Linked DNA regions of Sus scrofa: region 1 is linked to region 2. The links are chromatin contacts, called in public HiChIP or PLAC-seq maps. All regions are on one chromosome and are shown on one strand. The core of a region is the stretch at or near the end of the contact, and the rest is flanking DNA. Distances in the headings are between cores, read along the strand shown. Region 1 holds the start of XPOT (exportin-T). Region 2 holds the start of TMEM5 (transmembrane protein 5).

What was found. HiChIP or PLAC-seq counts read pairs in DNA pulled down with a chosen protein or histone mark.
Region 1: a contact with region 2 is called in an H3K27ac HiChIP or PLAC-seq map of skeletal muscle, with 8 times the contacts expected there. The contact joins the promoter of XPOT here to the promoter of TMEM5 in region 2. A contact is called at or near these places in 2 of 5 promoter capture datasets (fetal liver and liver) and 2 of 2 datasets of contacts at active chromatin or transcription factors (alveolar macrophages and skeletal muscle).

Annotation. Positions count from the first base shown.
Region 1 is chr5:28,673,199-28,680,923 of Sscrofa11.1, reverse strand. XPOT (exportin-T) reads right to left here and starts at 1,953. Exons shown (of 29, transcript XM_021091942.1): 1 at 1,821-1,953. It overlaps C5H12orf66 (UPF0536 protein C12orf66 homolog), which reads left to right and starts at 1,829. Exons shown (of 3, transcript XM_003126348.4): 1 at 1,829-2,354. The coding sequence starts at 2,120.
Region 2 is chr5:28,244,895-28,251,780 of Sscrofa11.1, reverse strand. TMEM5 (transmembrane protein 5) reads right to left here and starts at 4,372. Exons shown (of 6, transcript XM_005663949.3): 1 at 4,066-4,372; 2 at 3,041-3,196. The coding sequence starts at 4,234.

The DNA of each region.
Region 1 (7,725 bases), core at 704-3,203, 430 kb before region 2:
TCACATTCTCTTCCAGAAATCCTCCCTGATCCTCCCAAAAAGATACTATCGCTGCCTCTTTTTCCACCTTTATAACATATAAAATTCTGCCTTGTATTGAAACTGAGCAGGGCCCTGTGGGGCTCCTGGGCACAAATGCCTTTCTGTGTTCCCCATTTCTTGTTCTTAGGAAATCGGCCTCATTCAGCCTCCATGGCCTTCCCTGAGTTACAAGGGACAGGTTCAGACAGTTGCTTATCAGGGAAGAAAGGGGATGCAAAGACAATGGAGGAAGAGTCAAGCAACAAAAGGACAGCCTTGGGGCAGAATCCTGGTTCCGTCTCAAGGGATATACATATATATATATAAAATGATGCAGGCATCTTACACACCTAAGAGAAAAGTTATATTCCTTATGCTTCTTTTAGAAATGAAGACTTTAAAATTGAAGAGTTTAGAGTCCTTCCTTGTCTTTCTCCCTGGCTTAATTGCACTCTGAACCCAACTACCCTGAGCATGTCTGTGTGTTAAAGATTATTGGCACACGGTTTTTCAGGAAATTCCTGTGTTTGTTCTAATCTCTGATCAATATCCCTTTTTGCAAGTACTGTTATTCTAGGCAATAACTCAGAAGACCACCATCACGATCATGCTGAGATCTCCTGATGCCAGCTTTGATGACTAAGATTCCCCCTAAGAAAGAAGAATGCGTGTCTGCCCCAATCCTGATTCCTATCTAAAAACCTTTCTCATTTTTACTATAAAACTCCCTTCCCAAAGGAGGGCAGTCTTTAAGGCATTAGCCTGATGTGGCCTCCTTTGCCTGGCAAAGCAATAAAAGCTATTTTTTTTTCTCCTTCACCAAAAACTCTTGTCTCGAGTCTCTATTTGGCACTGACAGAGGCCAAAATTGCAGCAACAGTATCACAGTAAAAGAGTTTATCTTAATTATATTCTTAACAGCAAGGAACATGTATACTATATGTTCACTAAAATCCTATTATGGCGTTTGCATTAACAGGTAATGATGGCATAACAGATTTCATTTAACAAAAAAGAAAAAAAAATAGGCAATTCCTTCATTTGTCCAACAAACATCATTGTGTCAGCCATGATGAAAAGATTACAAAGGTGGATGAACCCTAGATTCTGCTTTAGGGAGTTCACCACTTAGTAGGAAAAAGAAACACGCAAATACATGTGATTAAATACAACATGACTAAACGGCATAAAATAAATAAGCATGTACAAGGAAAGAGAAAGGTAAAAACTGCGAACTCTGCGAGCGGTGGGGAGTGTTTCAGGTAGAGGACCTATCTATGAGCCGAGTTTACGGTGTTTCCTAAACGTCAGAGGGATTTGTAATTAATCTTAGTGACAAAGTATCAATTCAGATCCTTTAACAGACGTTACATTAATGTAACCCTCATGATGATAACTCTTTAAGGAAGCCTAATAGTGTGGGAAGAATGGCCAAGCTTAAGGAGCAGCTCTGCTTGTAAGCCCTTTCGTTAGCACGACTCCGAGATGACTACAACAAATGGAACCAAGGCGAACATTAACCACCACGTGTGACTGGATGAAAATCAGACAAGGGGATAAATTTACCCACGTGGGGCTTCTAATCTAGAAACCACTTAATGGAGTTGGATTAAAAACAATGAGGACTACAGACTTGTTTTTGTGAAAGCCAGCACAATTCCAAACTCGCGTCTCGCATTCTCGCTTCGCGTATCACCGGCCTGCGGAGCCCCGGCCAGATGTTAAGAACTACTGACGTCACGGAAACGTGACGTCATAGGCACTGACGCAGTCTTGCAGGGAGGGGCTTCTCAGCTCACCTCAGAACGCCGTCAGCTCCACAGAGCAGCGAGTTGGCAGCCTCGCGCTCTGGCCTGAGGGTCCGAATAATCAGAGCTGCGGGAACGAAGCGCAGAAGTCACTCAAGAGATGAGGAGTGGCCACCTCTCTCTCGCCTCGGCCCTTAACAGAGTTTCTCTCTAAAGCCCAGGCGGCAGCGCGCTCACGAACCCGCCGCTTGCGGCGGTCACGCGCACGCACGCTAGTGCGCACGTTCCCTGAGAACCCGGAAGTGCGAGGGAGAGGAGAGCCACGTGGGTGGAGCTGGAGCGCAGTTCGCATGGGGGAGTCTATCCCGCTGGCCGCCCCGGTCCCGGTGGAACAGGCGGTGCTGGAGACGTTCTTCTCTCACCTGGGTATCTTCTCTTACGACAAGGCCAAGGACAATGTGGAGAAGGAACGGGAGGCCAACAAGAGCGCGGGGGGCAGCTGGCTGTCGCTGCTGGCGGCCTTGGCCCACCTGGCTGCGGCCGAGAAGGTCTATCACAGCCTCACCTACCTGGGGCAGAAACTAGGTACCTCCGCCCCGCCCCCTATGCCCCTTGAGGAGGAAAGAAAGGGAATATATTCCCCGATCGGCAGTGGCTTGGGTTCCCTGTGTCTGTCACTCCTAGCCGCAGGCTCAACTCGGCACTTCCAGGTCTCCTCCCACGAATCCCTTCCTTCCCTCGGCTTCCACAAACCCCGCCCACCGGCCTCCGCTGCAGATAGATTGGCGGATTGGGTGGATGCTCTTTGCAAGGCTGTGCTCCAAACCGATGGCTGTATCCATTTTATTCATGCATGGATTGGTGCCATAAATGAGAAGTTAAACAAACTCTGTGCCCTCGCTCTTCTAACCAGTGACAATGCGGTCAGGGGAGCAAAAGTTGGCAGTACAACCTAATTAGAGTTAATGAACACTATTGTCTATCCTCTTAAGGTTAAGTCCCCGGAGAGTTGTAAGTGGAATCCTAACCCCTCTTTGTAGATCTTCAATAAATATTTAATGAATGAAGAAATAAATGAATACTGGGCAGGAACGGCAAGAGATATGCCTAACACTAGCATGAAGGGCCTTACAGGGAAAATGGCAAACATTCTTATCATCCCGTGATAAATCTTGCCCCTGGAAATAAGATGAGCTTATTCAGCAGATTTTCACTAGTAGAACCAATTAGTATGAGTAGATCAGAAGGAAATAATGTAAATGACGGCCAAGGGTTATACATACAAAAATTACTATTTATAATTACCAATATTATGAATCCCAGAGCTTTTAGAGTTGTTTTGGTTCTTTGGCCTATTTTCGGCCCTTGAATATCAGAGGCACAGGGTCTGGTGTGAATGAAGGACACATATATACAGTATAAAATTAGAAATGTACAATCGAGTGCTGATTCCATTTCGAGGCGCCCCCTCCCCCCTCAGTTTCCTCATATTGCCTGAAGGTGACTATGTACATCTAGCTTTAAGTAAACACTCAAGGAGCAGGGCTTTCTGAGATCTTAACTTTGCTGTAGTTTTTCGATTAACTTGTTTTTTGGTATTTTGACTTATTGGCCAAAACTGGCGAAATAGTTTCACCTTGTGCATCTTTCCTCCCCTTTTAACAGTGGCACTTCTCGTAAATTTACAATTAGTGTTGCAGTGTTATTATTCCCCTTTGTATAGGTTGGCAAATTGTGGGTGTGCAGTTGTGTGGGTAGGTGACAGAGCCCACATCAGAATACCTACCTTTGAACTGTTAGATTGTGTTTGTATCCATATGATTTATAAAAATCGTAGCTGTTTTATAATTTACATATTATACATTATGTAATTTACATATTATTATGTATATATGAAAATGGATTCTGGCTGTTAAATTGAATGTGGCTAATTTGCTGGCAGTTTTAGTGTTTTTAGATTCCTCCACCCCCTGAAGAATGGTGACTGATCGCCATGCCATGATTCTTAGGGTTTTTTTTTAAGCTCACCTATGAGAATTTGATGACACCTGTGGCCTCACTCCCCAGAAAAATATATATGTAATATAATTTTGTATACAGTCTGAGAGGGTTCAGTTGGATTTCCTAAAGCCTGCTTATAGAGCTCAGTGAAGAAATCTGCTACTGTAGTTTAAGTTATACATGGCTGATATTATGTAAGTAGAACTGGCTATGCCTAAGAATATGCATTAGGCTATCACTGTCTCCGACTTGGGTTCTGTGAAGTGGCTCTTATTATGTAAAGCGATTAGTTCTGCATGGACCCCAGCCTGTATAGGTGAGCCTGAGGGCTGTGCTTTGAAATTGATCCACAGAGCAATTTATACTGTGAAACTTTCTCATGCACTGTTCAGGCTCCCAGGTGACCTGTCACTTTGGAGTGAATGTTCTGAAAATGGTATGTTAACTTTAATACTTAATAATTTACTTGCATGTACAGCAAGTATAGGTTCCAGATGTAAATTTTTAACTTTGCAAATACCTTACAGTTTTCTTGGTACTGCAGTATTTGTGATATCAACATGCTGTAACTTCATGATTAACTCTCCATTTTCTTAAGAACTTGGGAAAATTTTTGTGTTGCAATATAAAACAGTCCCATGTTCTTCAGCTACTTTGCTATTTAGAACATTTAAATGGTTTTCTTTAAAAAGCAAAACAAAAAGTTTATGTGTATTTTTTAAACATGTAGAAAGCATGGTTTAAAAAAGTGAGTCTTTTTGAGTGGTGTGAGTGGTGTTTATTGGAAACCTTAGCAGTGAATCCTGATTAAAGATGCAAGCGTGAGTCTTTAGACAAAGAACAGACCTGGCAGGGAGCCCTCTGTTCCTGTCTTGACTCAGCAGCAAAACTATGGGCAGAGCCCTTATTTCGGAGCTTTCGCTTTGCGAGGAGACCATACCTGTTTGGGGAAGGACCAATGATTAAAATATACTGACTCGGAGTTCTCGTCATGATGCAGTGGAAATGAATCCAACTAGGAACCATGAGGATGTGGGTTGGATCCCTGACCTCGCGCTCTGTGGGTTAAGGATCTGGCATTGCTGTGAGCTGTGGTGTAGGTCGCAGACGTGGCTCAGATCTGTCGTTGCTGTGGCTGTGGTGTAGGCCAGCAGCTACAGCTCCTATTAGACCCCTAGCCTGGGAACCTCCATATGCCGTGAGTGCGGCCCTAAAAGGACAAAAGACAAAAATAAAATAAAAAACTGACTCAATACCTGAGGAGGACTTTGGAAGGTCATAACTTTCTCCTCTTTGTTTCAATACCGGAATGTTTCCTCAACTTCTGGTTGTGCTGGAAGTTACCATGGTAAAAATGAATTTAAGAACTGATGTTTAAAGATTATCATTAGCAGGAAGCTGTAGAATAAAATATTCCATTAGATATTTTGCGAACTCCTTTAATATACTTGTTACTTGCAATTTCCTGATGTGAGACAGACTGTTGAAATCTTGAAATATAGTGAGCATTCATAAAAAGAGCCTTTTGGAAATAGTTCAAAATAATCATTTTATAAGTTCAAAAAACTGAAAAGAGAAAGAAGTCTGATGTCTTCGATTCCGTGTTTCCCAGTGGGAAGGAAGGCCAGTTCCCATTGGATATTCCTAACCAGGATAGTCACCAAATCAGCTTTGCTCTGGAATGCTTTGAGAAGAGAGACTTCTTTAAAAGAAACGGGCTGGCTGGTGGTCTCTCCCTTCCTTCAGCTGTCAGTTTACCTGGTTTCAGAACTAGTGATTGATGTTTATCGATGATAAGTTTTAAAAGGTATGCTTTATATTTAGGTGGTGTTTGCATGTCCCCAGATAAGGATAATCTGATGAAGGAAGGTATCCCTTTTTCATCCAGAGTTAAAATTTTCACCACATTCACCTTGTTAACAGAGGAAATGAGTACACAGTTAGTTGAAGACACCTAGCTGTCTATCAAATAGCTAGCTTTTCATTTCATATTATTAGAAGCTCCTAATTTACCACAGAGTTTCAGAAGCCCAACTGTGTGGCATTGAGAGCTTCTTATATTAGTTATAAATGGAAAGGAACGGGATTAGGATTTTTTGGCCACACCCGCGGCATGCCGAAGTTCCTAGGCCAGGGATCCAACCCAGGCTATAGCAGTGACAGTGTAGAATCTTTAATCACTAGGCTGACTACCAGGGAACTCCAGGATTACCATTTTTGAATATATACTTTGCTCCAGACATTCTGTGTACCGAATGTTGTTTCCTTTTGTCTTCTTAGCAGCTAGTACGAGTTTCACGTTAAAACAACAACTGAGGCTCAAAGTGGCTAAGTTGTGAGCACATGACACCACTTGTAAGTTTGGATCCTGGGGATTTGGAACCAAGTCTGTCAGACTTCAAGAGCATTTAGGTTTTAGTTGGTACTCTTGTTACCTTCCTAACCTAAGAGATTTGTCCTAGACCTGGGCACAGAGGTCTGTTTATGACATACCATCGCTTTACAAACTCTGCAAAGCTAGACTGAACATGAGTGGGGAAGGAAGGCAAGTCTTCCAGGATGCAGTCCTGTATGGGATGTTGGTGTCAGGGTCAATCCGCCTGTACCATATGGGATTTACTGCTTTGGTAGGAGAGATGATGTGAATGGTAGTCGTCAGTCTGGGCGTATATTGGAGAAAACACTTCTTAAGAATTAGTAGTTTAGGGAGTTCCTATTGTGGCATTTGGGTTAAGAACCTGGCTAGTATCCATGAGGATGTGGGTTCGATCCCTCGCCTCGCTCAGTGGGTTAAGGATCCAGCATTTTCAGTAAGCTGTGGCATAGGTTGCAGATGTGGCTCAGATCTGGCATTGCTGTGGCTGTGGCATAGGCCAGCAGCTACCGCTCTGATTCGACCCCTAGCCTGGAAACTTACATATGCTGCAGGTGTGGTCCTAAAAAAAAAAAAAGAATTAGTAGTTTGTCTACGGAGTTGGTACAAGTAGGAGACCAACCCTGTAGGTTTGCCTAGGTTTGAGGGGTTGTTCAGGACATGGGACTAAGGGTTTCGTGAGAAGCCAGACTTTCAGCGATAAAACCTGGAAAGACATGAGTGAGCTGGGACAAGGTGCTTGCTGTAGTAGTACAGGAGATAAGAATCATTTCTTGAAATACAAACTGGGTGGTGAACTAAAGCAATATTGTGAAATGTTCATTAATTAAGAGGATACTTTACAAATGCCCCGGTTAAGTAATTTTCACTCCTAATTGGTACGTTTAGAATAGTAATTCATTCATCAAAGCATTCTGTGTATATCAGTGGAAAAAGTAAACTGTCACTCATCTCTGAGATTTTTATATATTTCTAAGAATTACTGTTTTAAACTTGCCCTGTTTCTTTTTGTTCTATGGTCTTGCCTCTGACCCTTTGGTTGGGTGCAGAATTGCTTAAGAAAACATCTGTGAAGCTGGCATCATAATTATAGACATATAGTTGATGATGTCTTAATATAGAAGTAAGGAAATGCTGTCAATGCCACTTGAACCTTTTTGACTGTTGAAAAGGATGTATTTGGTCTTGTTCTTTGTGGATTTCCTTTGGAAGCTCTCTGTTCCAACAGCAATTATTAATAATTGCTTCCTACTCTTAATAATTCACGATGTGTGGAGTTCCCATAATGGATCAGTGGTTAACGAATTGACTAGGAACCATGAGGTTGCAGGTTCGATCCCTGGCCTCGCTCAATGGGTTAAGGATCCGGCGTTGCCGTGAGCTGTGGTGTAGGTCGAGGATGCAGCTCAGATCCCGAGTTGCTGTGGCTGTGGCCTAGGCTGGAGGCTACAGCTCCGATTAGACCCCTAGCCTGAGAACCTCCTTATGTCATGGGTGTGGCCCTAAAAAAGGACAAAAAGACGAAATAAAAGGGGGGGGAGTAATTCACAATGTGGTGCTTATGATATAGCCTATAGTGTC
Region 2 (6,886 bases), core at 3,123-5,622:
ACTGGATTATCTGGATGGGCCCTGTGTAATCACAAGTGTCCTCATGAGAAGGAGGCAGGAGAGTCAAAGAAGGGAAAGGAGGTGTGAGGAGGAAGCAGACGTCAGAGTGAGGTGGGGCCATGAGTCAAGGAATGCAGGCCATCAAGGAATGCTTGAAGCTGTGCAAGGCCGGGAAACAGATATTCCTCTAGAGTCTCAAAAAGGAATATAGGCCTGTGGACACATTTTAGATTTCTGCCTTCAGAAATGTAAGATATTTGTGGTGACCACAGTTAATAATACTGCACTGCATATTTGAAGGCTGCTAAGAGAGTAGATCTTAAAAGTTCTCATCACAAGGGAAAAAAAACTATGTGTAGTGATGGATGTTAACTAGACTTACTGTGTTGGTACTTTGGCAGCATATATAAAATAATTATCTTGTACACCTGAAACTTATATAGTGTTATATGTCAATTATAGCTCAATTTAAAAATATGTGTTATTTTAAGCCACTATATTTTCGATAATTGGTTATGGCAACTAAAGGAAACTATGACTATGTAGTTATAGATTATAGTACCTAGAAATGGGGTGCTGCTGTAACAAATACGTAAAAAGCTGGAGGTGGCTTTGAAACTGGGTAATGGGGAAAGGCTGGAAGAATTCTGAGAAGCGTGATTAAAAAATGCCTAGATTAGGAGTTCCCATTGTGGCTCAGCAGTAACGAACCTGAATAGTGTCCATGAGAATGGGGGTTCAATCCCTGGCCTTGCTCAGTGGGTTAAGGATCTGGTGTTGCTGTGAACTGTGGGGTAGGTCGCAGATGCAGCTCGGATCCCGAGTTGCTGTGGCTGAGGACAATTCGACCCCTAGCCTGGGAACTTCCATATGCCATGGGTGCAGCCCTAAAAAGACCAAAACAAAAAGAGTGCCTAGATTAGATTGCCTTTAACAATGTAGGTAGAAAAATGGATGTTAATAATTCAGCTAGTGAGAACTCAGAAGAAAGTAAGGAGAAGAGTAGGAAAAAAACCCTACATCATCTTAGAGCATACTGAAGTCATTATAAACCTATTGTTAGTAGAAATATGCACACTAAAAATGCTATTGGTGAGGGCTCAGAAGGAAATGAGGAACATGTTACTAGAGACTAGACTAAAGGGGATCCTTGCTATATAGCAGAAGAAAATTTAGCTGAATTGTGTCCCACAGTTATGTGGAAAGAAGAACCTATAAATAATAAACTTGGATGGTTAGCTGAAGAGATTTCTAAGCAAAGTGTTGAAGTTGTGGCCTGGTTTCTTTTTGCTGATTACACTAAAATAAGAGTTGAAAAGAGAGGGAACTAAGGAAAAAAAACATTAAGGAAAAGGAACCAGGCAGGACTTGATGTTCTGGGAAAATTCTCAGCCTGTTCAGGTTGCAAAAGAGGTGAAAAATTAGGAGCTTCACGGTCAAAAAAGTATGCTCTGGAGAGAAGGCTAAGGATGTAGTGGACATCCTTTTACTAATGCCTGGTCAGAATATTCAATCATAGAGAAGGCTTTTTGAAGATATTAGATGTTTATTTACGGATCTTCTTAGCCATCTTAGTAGAAACTGGAGACAGACAGGGGATTATGGAGGAAAGACCTGTGAAGGAACTCTTGTCTAGTAAAGTGAATCTTTGTGACATACTCAGGAGACCCATGAGGTTCTCAAGAATATTATATTAGCAGAAACACTGCCAGCTTGGACTAAAAGGGAGAGAGGTTGAAATGAAATAAGCTTATTGGACTCCCCAAATCCTAATGGCAGGAAATGGGCTGATAAAACTACCGAGTTGCAAATACATGCTACCCTTCATGAAAATGGAAAGATTACTCCAAGGGTGGAGCTTAAAGTCCAGAAGTAAAGCTTTGAGACACAGCCCTTGAAACCTAATGGATTTTGCCTGGTTGGACTTCAAAACCACTTAAACCTGTAACTCCATTTTCCTTTCATTTTCTCCCATCTTGTATGGGAAGTTCCATAACTGGTATACTATGACTGTGCCTAGAGAATAGGCTGATGAATGCAGTGTTTGATAAAACTCATTTGGCCATTTGTGCCTACTGGCTTGAAATGAGAAAAGTCTGGAAACATGAAACCTGTTCAGAAGTAATTTAATCAAAAACTAGAGTGGGGAAATGGAAACTTAAAGGAAATTAATATTAGAGATTTTATAGAGAAAAATGTTGCTAGAACTTGATGACTGGATGCCTGGGTCTAGTTACTGGAAGCTTACAGATCAGCAGTGATCTTCAAGACTGTATATATGTATGTAGGTGTCCATGAATTTATGAAACATCACAGGTCAGGCATTACTATTGTTTCCTTTCACCTGGTACTTTCAATCCATATCTCTTACTGTCCATAAATCCAACTCAAGTTTAATGGCCAAATAAAGCCCCTTCTAATTCATTAAATTCTTTCTGACTCTTCTGCCACTGAGGATTCCATTCTCTAATTGAGCATATTACATACATTGAACACTAGACTCTCATGATACTCAGAGCAAAAATGCTTTTAAGGGCATTCAAGTTCAATCAACTACTTACTATCTGCCCTTCTCATACATTCACAATGAACATTGGCATATTAAAGGCTCTGACAAAGGCCTGAAATAAAGAACTTTGTTTAACTTTGTCCAGTTCAATGTTTTCCAAATGTGTTTGGCCATTAAGGGCGGGGGCCATAGCTTATACTGGTGCATTAAGTGTGTAATAAATACATAGTTTCATGAAAACCCAGTTGACATAGGCATTTTAACATAATGATACTTACACAACCCACTCTTTATATGTACAAATAAAGCTGTACTCTGCTAAAGACCAACAACAGAATATATGTGTGCATGTGTGCATTGTATTTATACAGATATTGTCTTAACAGAAAAGGGAAATGGGATATTGAGAAAAAGTGAAAAAATGCATCATGATGTCTTAGATGATGAAATAAATTATAAATGTATTAAAATAAGATGAATTTAATACTAATAAAGTGCTTTTTATAGTCTTAGTGTTAAACATTAACTTACCAATGGCAGCTTTGCCCCAGATTTGTACATGGAAGTCTGTTTTCCCCTTTGTGGACTTATTTAATATTTGAAGGCTAGTTTTAAGTCTCTGCTGTTGCTCATTTTTTTCATCTCCTTCCCAAGGATTCCATTCTTCACTTCTCAAAGTAGATTGCTCTGCTACAAAAAGAGTAACAATTGTTATCAACAAGGTACAGCTGCAGCTATAAATTCAAGCTATTTAAATTAGATGTTAAGGAGTTTAATTACATCCTAACTTCGATTTTTCAGAGATAAAGCAACAGAATTTGAAGTTAAACACAAAATAAAAAAGGAAATAAGAATTTAATTTTGACTGAATCTTTACTCTGAAAGAGCTTGAAATAAAACATTAACACGAGGCAGGAAATTCTAAGTCTTATAAGATAACTGAGTACGGTAATGTGTAGCGAGTTACAAGTTTAACTTGTGCCAATTCTTTATAGATTGTATATATGTAACGCAAGCTATATACAAAAGCCTAACTTGAACATGTTATGTGTCCAACAGTTTTAGATGTGTATGTGCAAAATTCTGAAAGAAGGGAGAAATAAGCCTGAGTCCGCTCCTGCCATAGGTCAAAATGCAAAACAGGGGATAAGAACTTGGAGATAAAGCTCTCTGGCCTTCTGAAGTCAAGGCAGGGTTAGAGAAGGCTCTTTGTTTCAATATGGAAACAGATGTCTTTAAGCCAGCGGCATTCTCGCCAACCTCTGACATTTTGTGAGCGCGCCTTTGATTTTTAAGATGTGTTTTAAAGGTGACCGCACCTGTCAGCCCAGTGGGAGGGGCATGTTAGATCTGGGCAAGGGCCGAATCCCGAGGCCAGGGCCGGCTACCTGGAGTTGAGCGAGGAAAAGCGTACCCCGGGGCCTGGGGGTTAGTGCCGGACAGAGAGCAGGTCGGATGGCCACGCGGCTCTGCTAGCCCGGCCCCCACCGCCCGGCAGCCGCGCGTCCGCGTCCGGGCGCGCAGCCGAGGAGGGAGGCCACTGCCCGGTGTCCTACCTCGGCCGCGCCTCTCCCGCGCCGGGACAGCCCCCTTCCTGAGGCCCCGCAGAGACGGAGCCGGCGTCCGGCGGCGGCCCCCGAAGAAGACGTGGTAGGCGGCGTAGAGGGAAAAGAGGCAGTACAGGGCGATGAGAAACGAGCACAGACGCTTCCGCGTCAGCCGCATCCCACTGAGGCTTCCCGTCAGGCCACCGTGGAGATGGGCCGGAGCTGAAGCGGACGCTCCGCGCCGCGGCCCTGGCGGCGTCCGGTGCAGGCCCAGGCGCCGGCGGGCGTCACCAGAAACGGCCCGGCCCGCCGCTCCTCTGCCCCGCCCTCGCCCGGTTCAGGCCCCGCCCCTGGCCCCGCCCAAGCCTCTCTGCGGCTCCTCCCTACCCTAGGCCCCGCCCCTTCGGGAGCGCTGAGGTCCTCCTTGACACAGACTCAAGACTTGGGCATTGAAAGACCACACCTTCCCATCGCTGCTCCCAGACCTCTGCAAGGGTATCCAGGAACCCTTTCAACGCTACCCAACTTCCTATGTACAGAATGCCTTCACTGTTACCTGATCTCAAAGGAAAAAACCCCAAACAGCACCTTTTTTCATGAAGGCCACACGAGGGCATGGATCACTGCAGTTTTTGATCAACATGTGATTCCTAGTCTGCTGCATTGACAGGTGAATGAACATAGAAACCCATTAAAGAAATTAAGAGGTGGGTAATGGCACAACATTGTGAATGTAATTCTCATTTAATGGTACACTTAGAAATGGTTAGAGTAGCAAATATCATATTATCTATACCTTCCCAAAATCAAAATACTTTTTAAATTAAGTTTTATTGCTATGATGTGACTTCAGTGCACAAGCCATGCAGTCTTTTGTCAGAGGCTGTAAAATTGAATGGTGTCTATCAATTTTCTATGTTAACCCTTGTGAAATTGGGCTCTTCCCCCCACCCCCCACCCCCACCAGTTGGCTGTTTCTGGTATTGCTGTTCAATTTGTCTGGCAGCCTTGGTAGCTAGAAAATTTATGGGATATAAGTGTGGAGTTGACTGTTAGAGCCACAAGTTGCTGTATCCTGATAGATTTAACGCTACTCCAGTATTACTCTACTTTGTCTTAACGTTTCTGGATAAAATTTCCAACACATCAATTAGCAAAAACTTACTTTTTCTGAATTTAATGCTCTTAGAGTCAGGACTCTGTCTTTTAAAATGACATCTAGATAATCTGATAAGGAGAATTTTAAGACTGGAAGGAAATGAAGGTTCAGAGAGGTGAGGTGATGACTCAAATCATATACTTTGTTAGTGGCTGAGCTGGGACTGGAAATCCTGCGTCTGTTCTCTGCTCTGCATCATTGCTATTAGAGGAGCTGTGTTCTGGCCCCTCAACCTGTTTTTATTCATTTTTTTTTTGCTTAAAAATATCATATACTAATAATAAAAAGCTTGAGTTTAATCATACATCTTAATTATCCATTTTCCAATTTGACTCCAAGTACGGCATGGTTGTTCCTCCAAATTAAATCTGTCATCAAAGGATAAAACTGTACCACAGTTGAGGATATTAAAACAAGGCAGTAAGTTTGTGAAAGCAGATTATAAGAAGTTTCCAAAGTTTTTTGAGGACATTAAGTGAAATAATTATACATATCTAACCAAGATATTTTTTAAAATTTTATCGAAGTATAATTGATTTATAATGGTTTGTAATTTTTGATGTACAGCAAAGTGACTCAGTTATACATATATATTATTTTTCATATTACTTTCCATTATGTTTTATCACAGGATATTGACTATAGTTTCCTTTGCTATATAGTAGAACTTTATCTGTACTATGTATAATAGTTTGCTTCTGCTAATCTCAAACTCCCACTTTTTTCCTCCCTACTACAGGTCTGTTTTCTATATCTGTGAGTCTGTTTTTGTTTTGTAGATATGTTGATTTGTGTTGTATTTTAGATTCCACATATAAGTGATGAAAATATGGAACACTTCACGAATTTGCGCGTCATCCTAGTGCAGGGGCCATGCTAATCTCTGTATCGTTCAAATTTTAGTATATGTGCTGTCCGAGCAGGCACCAAGATATTTTCTTATTAAAAACGAGACAATGGTTACTATCTGAAGCCTCCCTTTGCCTACAGATTCTCATTTTTAGTCTTCTCCTAGGAAAAAAAAAAGTGTCTTTTTAAAAACTTCCCTGTGGATATTATTTTTAGCCTAGTTGTAGCTTTACTGTTTATTAGCTATACAAAACTAAATCAGGTTGCTTGGCACCTTATCTCTTTCTATAAAATGGGGTTAACAATGCCTACCTCATGGTTTTTATGTTTTTTGGGAAATCATTTTTTCTTTTGCTTCCACTTACCTCCTTTGCCCAATAAAATATTTCAGATTTGGCTTTTGTTGTTGTTGTTGTTAAGAGTCTTTAGAGGGGAGCTCCTGTCGTGCTCAGGAGAAACGAATCTCACTAGTATCTATGAGGACACTAGTTCAATCCCTGGCCTCGATTGGTGGGTTAAGGGTCTAGCATTGCCATGAGCTGTGGTGTAGGTTGCAGATGTGGCTTGGATCTGGCATTGCTGTGGCTGTGGCCTAGGCCAGTGGCTACAGCTCCAATTTGATCCCTAGCCTGGGAACCTCCATATGTTGCAGGTGCGTCCCTAAAAAGAAGAAGGAAAAGAGTCTTTAGAGTGATATTTTAAACAGAAAATGAAACATTTAAAAATGGAAATAAACTCTGATGATAATTGTGAATTTGAAGATGCCTCTATTTAGAATCAGCTAAGACAGTACTGAGGAAGTAATCAGCTCTGGGCAGTAGA